Regions from separate parts of the Anas platyrhynchos genome. Here region 2 is linked to region 1. The links are chromatin contacts, called in public Hi-C maps. All regions are on one chromosome and are shown on one strand. Each heading gives the region's core, a stretch centred on a gene start, on an enhancer-like site or on the middle of the called end of the contact. The rest is flanking DNA. Distances are from core to core; before and after follow the strand shown. Region 1 overlaps ACER3 (alkaline ceramidase 3). Region 2 holds the start of ACER3 (alkaline ceramidase 3).

Region 1 (6,515 bases), core at 2,288-4,787:
TCTTCCAGGGCACTACGAGAGAAGATGCCTCCTGTCGTGGGAGCCGTGACACAGTTTCATGCATGGTGGCATATTCTCACAGGCCTGGGCTCTTACCTTCACATCCTGCTAAGGTAGGAAATGTTTTCTGAACTGGTTGATCATATTTTAGGAGGTTTTCAAGGTTCATATTTATTTCTACATGTATTGATCAGAAGAGCAGGCAAATAATTTCTTACTTAACCGGTGTGAGCTTTCCTTTCCTTTTTGTAACTGATCTGTAAACTCTGCAGAAGTAATGTATGTTCTTCAAAATATAATCAGCAGTCTTTAAATAGCCGTGATTCTTCAGGAAAATGCAATTGACAAATGGGAACTCTAGCAGTTAAACTGCGAAAGGATTTGACAATATATTTCAGAAATAAAAGCTATTAATATCTTTCTGTTCTTCTGCAGCAATCCTCAAGTGTTTAAATAAGGTTTAATTTTAGAAATGTAACTCGTCTTTCTGATAAGCACTGTCACTCCCGAAAACAAGCAGGCATCATGCTGTAGTGCAGAGGGGGTGACAGCTGGAGTGGTTGGAGCAGAGCTCTTCCCAGAAGTGCAGGATGTTAGCTGTAGAAGAAATCTTCAAATGTTTAAGAGCCTAAATTAGCAAGTCTGCAGCCAGCAGATTTTTGTCTTTTTTTTTTTTTTGCTCTATACCACCATCTACTGGAAGCAAGAATGAGAGCAGAATGCAAGAGGGAATCTGAAGGATGTGTGTAGTATGTTCAATATCTAAATAATTTTTTACCACTTAACTGTAAGAGAATCTCTAGCAGGTACATTCTACATAGTTGAGAAAACGTGATCACATAGTTTGAACACCATAGCCAAAGTTTTCCCAGCGTGCTGCACAGAGAAACAATTTGTTTTCTCTTTCCTTGGGGAACGCACAGATGCCTGATGTCTGTGCCAACCCAAGGAACCGTGTGCTATCTCTGCAATCATTTCCCTGGTGTTTTCTCAGCCACACTGTGGCATTGCTTATGTACCTGGGGAAACATCCATGTAAAAAGTGAGGTCAGGCTCAGGTCTGCTGAGAAAAAGAGGATAGGTCAGAACAGAAATGAGATACAGAACCCAGCCATGCTTTTTTATTATTATTTTTGATATCTGCTATATTTTGTGATGCACTGATGAAATTACACCCTTCCAAACTGACAGGCTCTAACCCCTATTCAGTCTTTTTTTTTTTTTTTTTTTTTAGCAGAGAGAATTTACTTCTCTGGTTTCTCTCCGACTAGACACATACGTGGTAGTATAGGTCAGTTTCTAATAGAAATGTAGCACAGTGGGATTCACCGTAGGCTAATACCCCCTATTTTGCATAAACTTAGGCAGAATGGGTAGTTCTGCAGTCCCAGAGGCAATTATTTTCTAGCTGGAAAATAAAACCGGGATCGGGACATAATTATTACTTTGTATGCTGTTTTATGCATCGAATTTCAAGCACACTCTCCTTCTTTCCCTCAGTTTATACACAAGGACACTTTTCCTGAAACACAGGCCAAAGGTGAAGGTAAGCAACCAGTGTTTTGTGTCTGTTCATGAGCTGCAGCATTCAGGTGTCTTGGGCCTGAACATGCGCTGAGGCTTGCTTTTTGTGCCTCTTTAGGGTATTGTCTTCAATTTCTAGTTGCATTCCGAGAAAAGCAGCTAAAATATTGTTAACAGTTGGCTTTCTGTTCTGGGAGAGGTGGTATTCCAAGAAATCTTTCCACTTTGTGTTTTTCTTTTAACAGTTTCTGTTCGGGATATGGCCTGTTCTTCTCGTGGAGCCACCCAAGAAGCTCTGACCGAGGCCCAGGCAGCCCCACGCGACCACCTGAATAAAGCGATTCAACAATTGCCATGGCTGGATTGTCAAAATCATGGATCTGTTCGAGTATCGTTGCTATCAAAGGACTTCTCGGTGTTACTAGGCCTGCCAGCCAGAGCAGAGCAAGGAGCTGGCACGCTAGGGAGATAACGTTTAGTACAGCTTTATTCTAAGTTGTTAAAGTTTAAGACACAATATTTTTCTGTATATATTGTATAGCTGATGATACTGAGCTAATATTTCGTGCTGGTCACAGAAAACTAACCATTTTTGGAGTGGGTTGAGTAAGTTTTTCATTCAGTTGTTGTTCTTTCTGTGGTTTAAACTAATATTAGTAACTGAATGATAAAAAAAAGAAACAAACAGGTCATTGATGGCCAAGCTAAGTATCTGTGTGGCCTATAGTGAGCTGAATGCTTAACCTGAACTACTTTAATCTTGCACTTTTATACAATTAATGAAGTCTGTAATGGTTAATTTCTGGCTTTATTCTAGCCTTGCTTCTCCACAGCCTCCTTTGCTGTTTAAGTTTTAAGCAGAAAAGGTTGGGATACATGTGCCATTTAGGTAATTTTGTACCAAGTTTCCATTTTCTCTTTAGTCCAGCTGGGGTGCATCCTGGAGGATGTTCCAGGGTGTGACCAGGAGAAGACATTTACAGTGGTGAAGCATTATAAGGGTTCTTGTTTGTGTATGGGAACAGAAATCCTGTTTTGTTTGACCAGTGATCCATCAGGAGACTGCAGGATGACTGTATAACCACAAGAAACACTTTTTAAAACGTTTCATTATTTACATGCCTTCCTTTTCTCTCCCTGCTTTTCATTCCCTGTGTTCCGTTCTTAGTACAGGTTGACAAGCACCACATATGTGTGCTAGATCAGCTTTGAATTCATGCCTTTCCTATTTAACGAGTCTTAAATATTGGTCTGACTTTCAGAATCATCTTCGTATTCAGAAATAATGAAGAAAGAGTTAAAGAACAAGATTTACATTGAGGAACTCCCAAAATATAATTGGCAGTATTTTGATTGCTTGCTCTTAATCTTTCCAGCACACTTTTTTTTTTTTTTTTGAAGTTGAATACTTTTTTTAAACCAACCTTTGGCTCTTAATCGGGTACAAACCCTCTGATTTCTGCAGCTCTTATCTACTTAGCTGATCAAAGTTCATCAGTAAGCATAAAGAAAACATGGAACTAACAGTTTTTCGAAATATACCTCATATTGGAGGCTCTTGTTTTGTCTCCCCAGATCTTGGGGCGACGACTGGAGTTTGTCTCCAGGCCTCCTGGCTGCCATGCTATGCAATTTCTGATGCTCTGAGGGATTTGTCCTTCTTGCCGTGAAGGAAAAAGGGAAATGCTCGGACTGATTGGAACTCCTGTTAGGTATTGATGTAAAACCTGCACGCAGCAGCAAGGCATGGCTCGGTAGCTATAAAGCTGTCTCCAGGATCACAAAATTCTGGCTAATGTAAGCTTCCTTGCTCTGACTAGTGGAAGAAGTGAGACCGAAATCTGTGTTGTACAATCAGTGATAACTAAAATAGTCTTTTCCCTTTATTTTTTTTCCTGCTTGTGACTTAGCTGCATCCTCAGTGTCCATCAGTAGCACCTCTGCTGGCGCACGTCTCCAAACAAAGCCATTGCTTTTAGTTCTGGTGACTGGCCCTGAACTCCTGGGATCATGCAGACCCAAACTCAGGGCTGGAACAAGACCTTGAATGGCTTCAGCAAGGTTTAAGCACATGCTGAAAGCAGTATATTTGCAACCTGTAATCAGCAAACCACTATAAAATTCTTGAAATTTTCAAACAAATCTGTTGTCAGTAGGCTCCAGTTCGGGGTCTTCAAACCAAAAGGTTCGAAGAACAACTAGCACAGAGGGAGGAAAATGCTGGTTTGGACCAGGTGTCTGTAATTACCCAGCAGGCTTTTTTTTTGTTGTAAAGAGATTTGAGAGCCATTTCTAAAACGTAGCTTAAAAATAAGTGCCTGCCTATTCACCTCCAGGCTCTTTCAAGCGTGTTTCTGCACCCTGTATCTTATTTTCTTGTTTAGTATGTTTACATGCTCCCATAAATTAGGGAAAACATCCTGTAAAAGGAGCGGTGCAGCAACTAGATGCATCAGCAATCACAAGTGACGTCTGCTCGACGTGGTATTATTTTTAAGGCAACGAACAAAACCTGTATTTTATTGCCCTTAGTTTTGTTTCTGGAGGATCTGGGGGGCTCTGCTTTTAACTTTTTCATAACTGCAGAAGTCAGTCTTCTAAAAAGCCACTTTCTTAGTGATGAGGCATCTCTCTAATGGCATATTTTAAAGAAATTTGTGGATTCTCCCACACGCTTGGAACAAGGAAGTATACAGTGTTTTTTTTTCTGGTCCTGTTGAATTGTTAGGATTAAAAAAAAAAAAAAGAATAAATGGAAAAGCTCTTAATTTTATGCTGCTGTTAGCTTTTCATTCAGATATCCTTTGTCATGGATGGTTTTTATCTTAAAAGCTTGTGCAAATTGTGTTCTTCTTTCATTCCAAATGACCGAGGGCCACCCCCTCCCAGTAGCCTTTCTTTCAGGTTCTGTTAGACCCTGAAGAATGTAATTTATATGCATATCCTTCTGAGCATAAGTAATCTAAAATTATGGGTGCTTTGGGTTGACTGCCTTATTGTGATGTTGAAAACGGCAAGCCAGTTCTAGCTTCGTGTCACTGCAACTCAGAATAACTTTTCTAGTGCCTGGAAAGACAGAAGTCTTCGCGACTGTCACCTGTTAGATGTCTGTTAGGCTGCTTTTTATTTCCATCACTTGTATTACGTGCTGAGTTTTTTTTTTTCCCTACAGTCTTAAGAGCAGCATATCCCAAACTTTTCTTGCACTACAACTTAAAAGGTGGGTCAGCTTTGATCCTGGTCTTTTGAGGAGGATTCAGACAGCAGCTACTTTAAAGGGGATTGCAGAAATAGCAGGTGGCTTTAAAATGAATCCTACAGGCGGTGTTGGACAGACGTAATGACAGTGATAAACTCCTCCGTTCTTCAACATCTATGAAGAACCAGGAAATTATCGCCTTGAGACCATCAGCTTGGCACAGATCAGCAGCTGAGAACTTCTTCCTTGCAAGTAGTAGAAAAATGTCAAAATAACTCTCCCAATACAGATCAACTCCATGCTTGATGTCGGGAATCAAGGTTCTCTGGATCCAGCTCTGAAGAGAAGACGTGAGAAAGAGAAATCTGCCACCAGGAGGCATCTTGTCTGCGTTTTGGAGGTGGTTTTTGAAGCTGGCTCGCAGTATTAGTCATCTCCGGACCTCATCCTGTTGCTTTTCCTTTTAGCACAAGGAAGTTGTGCTACCAGCAAGTGTTTCGAAGACTACCCCGTAGTCAGAATTGGATTATGCAGTCTGTCACTTGCCAATCTACCTCTGTGGTGTATTGTTCAATGCCTGTGCCCTTAATTATGCCTGCCTGACAGTGCAGGTGCTCAAGCAGCCTGCGGCCCCTGAGGCTTGCAGCAGTGTTGTGTGGATCTGTGGCTGCCTGCTCACACTGCAGAGATGTCCTGACTCGTTTGGTGACTGTCAGGCTCCGAGGTTTTGCTCTGTCTGCTCTGCCTCTGCTCCCAGGAGTCTGGTTTAGAAGGGGATGTGAGTAGGAGGACTTCAGTACAGACAGGTGAAGTGAAACCTTTTTGGCACTGTGTTGTTACACTTCAAGCTAAAATAACGTGTACAACTTCTTCGGCGTGACTTTGGAAGAGATGTGATAGGAAATACTGTTCTGTAATTAGTTTTAATTCTCTTCTAATCTGTTATTGGGCTGTGTTCAGCCCCAGCCTGTCTTGTTTGGCTGAAGGGAAACTGTGTGACTCGAAATGTGTTTGATTCTTTGGCCGTAGTTTGCTCCCTGTACCTGGTTTCTAGCAGCTGAAGGAGTTTTTCAGCAAACTCATCCATCTGAAACTCATAACAAGAGTGTCCTTCCAGTATCATCTTGTGTTTTTCACTGCCACCACCACGTTTTTTAGCTTGTTTTCCAGAATTCCAGTAATACAACTTTTTAAACCTATTTCTCCCAGTGGATTTTTTTTTGTATTTAATATTAGGTGGTAACAATTGAGTGTAATGCCTGGGAGTGGAAGATGAGCTGCAGTGAAGCAGCACTGCTATTTTCCTCCAGGACACCTCAGAAGCCAGGAACACACTATCACTTCGTTGGACTGTGTCCCATAATGTTAATTGACATATCCAGGTAAAAAAGTTGCATCCTTAAAGAAATCTGATCTTCCCATCTGCACGTTTCAAGTAGGCAATGGGAGGCTTTAACTGCAAAGCACTGATTAACTGTGAGGCTTTCTTAGGAAAAGGGATAAATGATGGAGACTTTATTACCCAGGAGAAGCGAAAGCCAGAAGGAGATTAAGAAATTGTGCATGGAAAGAGAATAACAAAAGATTAAGCACAGAATCCCATAGTATTACGTCAACCACCCTCTTGGTATCTGCACTTTAGACACTTGTGTAACAAGCTGGAATGTTTTGCTGTTTTTACATTTAGCTCTTCATGCTGCCTGCAGTCTTTGCTGCAGAGGTGATGGAATGATGTTACATTCAGTTTGTTAGAGCTTTTTCAGCTGCTTTATGAGGCTGGAACGTGACATGA
Region 2 (6,515 bases), core at 1,254-3,753, 48 kb before region 1:
TTCATAGTGAAGGGATTGAGAAAAAAAAGTTCTTTAACATTCAGGTGTCATTTTCTGAATTTCATGGACCACGAAGAGAAACAGCTGAACCTGTGCAATTTTGGAACAGCAGCCGCATCTCAGACCCAAGCAGAACACTACTGGATCCACATGCTAAATTTACAGGGCATATCCCTCTAGTGGTGTAAACTGACATGACTCGATTAACTGATCCGCTAGTTTTCACTTAGGCCATGAGGTTTAGGGTGACACAAAACAGTGTGGAAAGAGGATCCTTTGCCATGTGCAACCAGGAGGAGCCACGGGAAATTACTCCACTGGCATGTGAGGTAAATTTTTAGTGATACTGAAAATAAGGACTTTGTGAGCTCCGTGTTAGTTTCTTTACTTGTTACTTCAAAAATGAGATATTCCCTCGGTGTGTCTTACAGATTAGACAAAGAAAATATAACACCTGGACACAAGTAGGTTTGACTATCTAGTTAGAGAAAACGCATTTAGATGCAAATAACCTCAGGCTGTCACATTATATCCAGTGTGGCAATCTACACTACAAAGCATAGCTAAGCATTACAGAGGAAAAGTACTGCTTTTAATATGTATTATCGTAGCAGCTGAGACAGTGAAAGTCGTGTTTGTAGAAAATGGATTTACCTTTAAAAAACAGTTTTAGAAAGAAAAGCATGTATTATAATGGTTCGTGGCTGTCTCTTAAATGCTATCCTTCTTTGAGTGCAATAACTGAAAGGTTTGCCAGAGTTCAAAAGCAGAGATCCAAACCACAGAGTAAGTCAGAAATAAACGTTTATTAAAATGGAGAATACTACCGAAACACATCAAACAAGTAAAAATTTCCCAATGATTCAAATTAAGTGCTAGCTATACATTTGAGCTTATCTTTCTCTCTCTTACCTAGAAAAAAATAGAAAGAATAACAATCCATGTAGTTATTGCCCACCCCATAAAATCTTTCATTAATTTATCCTCCTAGTTATACAGCTAGTTTTGTGTCTGTCTTTCTTTTTCCTATTGCAATTACAAACCTTGTCATGTCCGGCATGCATATTAGATGAGAACAGAAACAAACATCAATATTTTAAATTATTTAAAACCAATTGTAACTGAATATGGTACATATTGTTTGTTCCCATTTTGTGCTCCTGCTGTGTCAGGGGGATATTTCTTTCTTCAGTTTCTGAACTGTAATTTCAAACTTTGAGTTATTTTCCTGTTAAGAGTTTTTAATCTTAATATGGTTAACCATGATAAGAAAAGATAGATCAGAGCCCTAGCAACTTCCTTACTATAAGAAACGAACATTCAAAAGTCCAAAAAGCTACTGTGCAGCAACCAGACTAGATTCCTCCTCAAAATTCACAACCAGTTTTTGCTTTTGAAACGGCTTGCTGCTCTTCCAGACCTCAATCTCAAAAGTCTGAATATGGGGAAGATAATCTGGTTCTGAAAAAAGAAAAAGACAGGTCTGCATAAAAAAAATGCACAGCGATTTTGATGATGTTTTGACAGTCTAAATATTTTATTATTGCAAACAGTAAGATTAATTTTGCTTTGAATGCTTTATATCATTACAGAAAATGTTAAACGCGTTTCTGCATGATGTTGAAAGCACTTGGATACATGTTGAACCGAAGAAGGGAGGTTACTCTTCAGGACAGATGCATGTATTGTGGAGCACTTGCATTTACACTAGGAAAGGTCAGTATTTAGACCGGAGGGTTTTTTTAGCTCACGGAAGGGGAAGCGAGAAGAAATAAAACGTGGCAAAAGGAGTTTGTGTGTTTTTATAGAATAAATTGTACTGACCAGTAGGTGTAACAACTGGGTAGATCACTCAAGGTCTGCCTGAAGCTTCTCGTTACATCTTGGGACCTTTCCCTGAAACACAAAAAGCACGCAGCGTTATCAGGCCTTCAGTTTTGCGTTTTTTTCCCCCCCCATTTCAAGACTTTCTCTTTTTAGCTTGCATTTGCCTTTGGAAATGAACTCTGCATATTCACTTCGCATATTCCTGGTGTAAGTATAGTACACGTAGTAAGAGCGAGGAACTAAATAAAGGCATCAGCTGAGAGAAAACCCCCGTGTAGTAGGCAGCGCTATAAAAAACCTCTCTGCCTCCTTCCTCCCGGCCCACGACTACGAGAAGCGCTCTCCTGTTCGTTTAAAAACAAGACACCAGCACATGACGAGCCTTTATTTTTTATAATAAAGAAGAAAACGGGGGGAAAACCACCTTTATGTCACCACAGTGACCCTGCGGGGGATGTCTGGGACTCAGAGGGGGGTGAGGAGGGAGCAGCGCAGTGAGGCCATGTCGCTGCCTGCGCCCAGCCGCCCTTTTCCCCTCAGCATTTCCCCAAATTTCCCTTTTCCACCCCAAAATTTGCCTCGCCGCCACGCTTCCCCCCTCAGAGGGCGGCTCGGCAGGCCGGTCGCCATGACAACTCCCCATTTTTCTCCCCCCTTTTTTTTTTAATTCTCGCTCCCCCCCCCCCCCCCTTCCAGCTCCGCCTTCGGCCGGGCGGGCCCAGCGGCGGCTCCCGCCCTCCAGCCGCCTTGCTCCGGGCCCTGGCCACCTTCCTTCCCCTCTTTTCCTTCCCTTCTTTTCCTTCCCTTCTCCTTTCCCCGGCTCCTCTGTGGCCTGGAGCGGTCACCGCCATGGCCCCGGCCGCTGACCGGGAGGGTTATTGGGGCCCCCCGACCTCCACCCTGGAGTGGTGCGAGGAGAACTACGCCGTCTCCTACTACATCGCCGAGTTCTGTGAGTGGCCGCCGACCCCAGCCCCGGCTTTTTCACCCTCTTATTCCCCCTCTCCTCTATCCCCACGGGTGTTTTGAGGGGTCCTCGCCCCACTCACGAAGCCCCGCTGAAGGGATTTCTCTCCCCCCCCCCCATCTTCCTCCATAGCCCCTTTAGATGGCGGGGTAGCGGTGGCCGGAGGCCCCTCAGCCAGCCGTGCTGTGTGGAAGCAGGGATTTTTTCTCTTTTCCTGACCCTTTTGCCTCAAAATATCCGTCTGAATGGTTCCTCCCACAGCTCACTGTGGTGTTTGGGCACCCGCTGTCCCAAAACTCTCCCCTTAGGCTGCGCCCCGAGCAGCGGTGGGGCAGGAGGAGGGGGAGACATCTTAGGGGTGAGGTGGGTGTTGGGGGGCTTGGTGCTGGAATAAAGTTGGTTTTACAGCACAGACCCATTTCTAGAGGGTTCCCTCTTTGGGAAATAACTCGGGGCACCGTGCCATGAGGCCACACAGCTCTGCAGGATGACACCGAAATAGTTTGGGGAGGTAGAAGGTGTCCTTGTAGCCGACAGGCGCCTTGCTCTCCACCAGTTCCTCAGGGCTGCTTTTGCTGCAGGTGGTGGGCCTTACCTGTTACAACAGCCCTGAGGAACCTCAGGAGTCCTTCAGTTTGTTGTTTTGACCTCAAACTTATGTTATGCAGGGCAGTCAGGGATTTATATGTGCGTGTATAAGCGTGCTTTAGAGAAAGAAGGAGGTTCTTCAACTCCAGGGTCATCCATCAGGGCTGCATGGCTCTTGAGACGCGGTATGTTGCGTTAGTGGGTAAGGGGTCAAGCCCTCTGTCACTGATATTTTGCCAAAAAATGCAGTGTTTTTGTGTCTTGTGACTTTAAAGGGTGTAGTAATTGTAGCACTACCACCAGGAGTTGTAGTGCTGCCACCAGGCAGACTCCCTGCCCTGCAAAACAAACCCTTCACACCTATATGGTAAGAGGCTGCTTTTGAAGCATTAAGATCCTAGGAAAAAAAATATTAAACAGGCTCTCCTCTCCTGAAGTGCTTGGAGCAGGCAATCCGAGAATGCCTCTCACATAGCTGGGATGCTTCTGCAGTGCTTTGGAAGAGCTTGGCAGGCAGGGGAGGGAAGGCTCTGGGACTCCTGGTGACAAACGCAGGGGTGAGGAACCACCAGAAATAGTTGTGAAAGAGGTTGCAGAGTGTGGGAATGGGAAAAGAGTGAAAAACGCTAGCACAAACGACATAGAAACTCAGGGGGGGAAAGGGAAGTTGGCGCGTAGTTTTATGGCTGCTCAAGAGGGAACTTCATACGCTAAAATGGGACAAAGTGGGAAGTTCTTAAATAGACTGATGCTTTTGCAGAGTATGTATTTTTGTGTTTTCCTTGTGGTGAAAAGTAGCCTGTGAGATAATCTGCATAGGGAAGAGGAAGTGCTGCTCCTTCACCCATGCGAGGATAAATTTGACTAGCATGTAAATTTGGAAATAATCTCCTGGCTGTCGGATGCGTGAACTGGTATTTTTCATCCGCTTCTGGATTATGCAGGAGAAAGAAGGTGGGATTAATGGTGGGAAGTGGAAAGGTGTGTGTTTGGAAGAAAAAGGGACCAATTATAGAAGGTCTGGTCCCTCCTGATGGTGTTAGTGTTTGGGACCACATTTTTTTTCAGCACAATTGTGCTGAAACAACTGCATATAAGAGCTGTGCTAAACTTAGAGCATTTAAATGGACCAAATTTAAAAGGCAGAACAGTAAATAAACCAGCCGTATTTTAGGGCTGGCTTAACAGCGGATGATGTCAGTGGAGAAGTCACAATGGTTTAGATCTTATTCAGCAATAATTCTGTAGCTGCACTGTGAGGGTCAGAGGAAATACGTGTTTGTTTTTTGAGGATGTGGATTCACTGTAATTAAATTAAGCCTTAGCCAGCAAAAGTGGGTTGGCAACGTGTCTTTTGTAAAGCAGCTGAAGGGTCTTTCCCAACTGATTCTGAAATACGTAATTTGAAGCTAATTATTTTAGAAGATCAGAGAGATGCTGTCCTGAAGTCTCGATGCTTCAACAGAAGAGCTGAGAGTATATTTGGGGTCTCTGTGACCCAACTGCCTTTTGTCAGTTGCTGTGCCTTTATGGCTTCATTGCTTTTAGCAAAAACTCAAATTCAGAGAGTAAACAAACCAGAAAGTACAAAAATATTTTTCTTATCTCGCTCAAAGTTCTCGTTGTGGTAATTCTTGATCTTGCTGTTGAAGATACTGCTTTAAAAACGTGCAGCTTGTGTTACTTACCTTCCAGAATAGTGAAAATCAGTTTCTGACCTCTTGCTGTCTTGATATGACCCAGTTGAGTTGGTGGCATACTTAAAATTTTTGCTTTGAATGCTTGTTGTAAATAATTTATAACAATAATCTATAAGAAATTATTGGAGGCCCAAAGCTTGAAGGGTACTGGTAGTTCCAGAACAAATACTGTGTTTTCTTTAGATCTTCTTTAGATCTCTAAAGTGTGCTGAAGAGTCAAACTGAAAGCTTGGTTAGCAAATTAAGTCTATGTGGTATTTAACATTTTGTACCAAAATTACTACGCTGTGTTCCAGAAGCCTACGTGCTGTTCTTTGCCATTCACTCCTTCAAGAATTACTAAATGGTGGCAGCTAATCGGTTGTGTGTAACCAGAGATGTGAAGGTGAGGTAACGTGGGGCAGCATTGTTTCTATAGCACTTCATATTTGCGTTCTCTCCAAACACAATGACTTATATTTACAGTCTTTTTTTTTTTTTTTTTTTTTAGTAACAAAAAAAATGCGTTTTCTTGCCTTGGGTCTGCACTTTGCCAATTTTCCTGCCTCGTGGAGGAGGATGACTAACTGCTCCGTGTCCTTCCTTAGGATATTAAAGAGGTTGAAATGGAAAATAAAACAGATGTAAAGAATTACCGTGCCAACCTGTGTTAAGCACCAAAATGACTCTCATATCCCTCACTGATGAAATTTATTGCGTGGTGGAGTAATTCACTCATCAGGGTTCCTCGGGAGCTTTGGATCGACTCCCGTGTGCTGGAGGGCACGCAGTACAGGTGCATTTGTTTTGAGCTAATCCTTTCCACCTCCCAGTGCCTGGCTGCTGAGTTACCCCAGCTTCTGTGCTCCAAATAATAAGCAAGGAAAACACCCTCCCACCTCAACAACAGGATGTGAGTCCTGCTGTTTAAGGGCAAAATCGTTACGTATTTTAGCGGGGGTGATGTTTCAGGTCAGTTTAGCCCACGTGGTGTTAAGTTTTTGGGGTCTGTTTTGATTTGAATGTCTCTGTGATAAGTATTTAATCTTTTTTTGTGTTCATCCTTCTGAGAAACATTCATCCTGTGCATGGCAACAAGTGGACGGACCCGATGTTTGTAGATTTCCATTGCTGTAAACGTGGAGAGCAGCATGATTTAAACAGATGATTTAAGCTGAAAAGAGCCCTCTGTGGTACCTAGGGGTTTGTAATCCTCACTCAAACCTGTTGCTTTTTGTTTATCGTATTTCCATAACTTTCCTTGCCTTATGGAACTCATATTTCAGGGGAAAAAAAAAGCAGATCATAAGAATCTGCCCACGTTTCTCGCCACTTCTGTTAGAGTTTCGTAAATCTTTCCTATTTCTGATCTAGTCAAGGGGTAAGATGGCTGTTATTTGTGTGGTTAGGTGGGAGAGAGACACAGCGCCGTGAGAGAACTCCCAGTGTTGTAA

What was found. A called contact is a pair of places that touch in the nucleus more often than the background predicts.
Region 2: a contact with region 1 is called in a Hi-C map of F1 follicle, with 3 times the contacts expected there. The contact joins the promoter of ACER3 here to the enhancer-like site in region 1. A contact is called at or near these places in 3 of 8 Hi-C or Micro-C datasets (F1 follicle, F5 follicle and liver).

Annotation. Positions count from the first base shown.
Region 1 is chr1:204,268,368-204,274,882 of IASCAAS_PekinDuck_T2T, reverse strand. It overlaps ACER3 (alkaline ceramidase 3), which reads left to right. Exons shown (of 11, transcript XM_005024097.6): 9 at 9-113; 10 at 1,501-1,546; 11 at 1,770-4,297. The coding sequence ends at 1,823. Among named protein-coding and RNA genes, the nearest start is that of CAPN5, 16 kb to the right of the region's middle. Within about 2 kb of position 3,537, at least 2 of the 8 cell types and tissues checked have an H3K27ac peak or open chromatin away from gene starts, as enhancers often do. A contact at or near this core is called in F1 follicle and F5 follicle, where this site is marked.
Region 2 is chr1:204,314,849-204,321,363 of IASCAAS_PekinDuck_T2T, reverse strand. It overlaps ACER3 (alkaline ceramidase 3), which reads left to right and starts at 2,503. Exons shown (of 11, transcript XM_005024097.6): 1 at 2,503-2,779. The coding sequence starts at 2,677. It overlaps LOC106018451 (a long non-coding RNA gene), which reads right to left and starts at 3,243. Exons shown (of 4, transcript XR_011806584.1): 1 at 3,014-3,243; 2 at 1,992-2,171; 3 at 1,825-1,896; 4 at 787-1,461.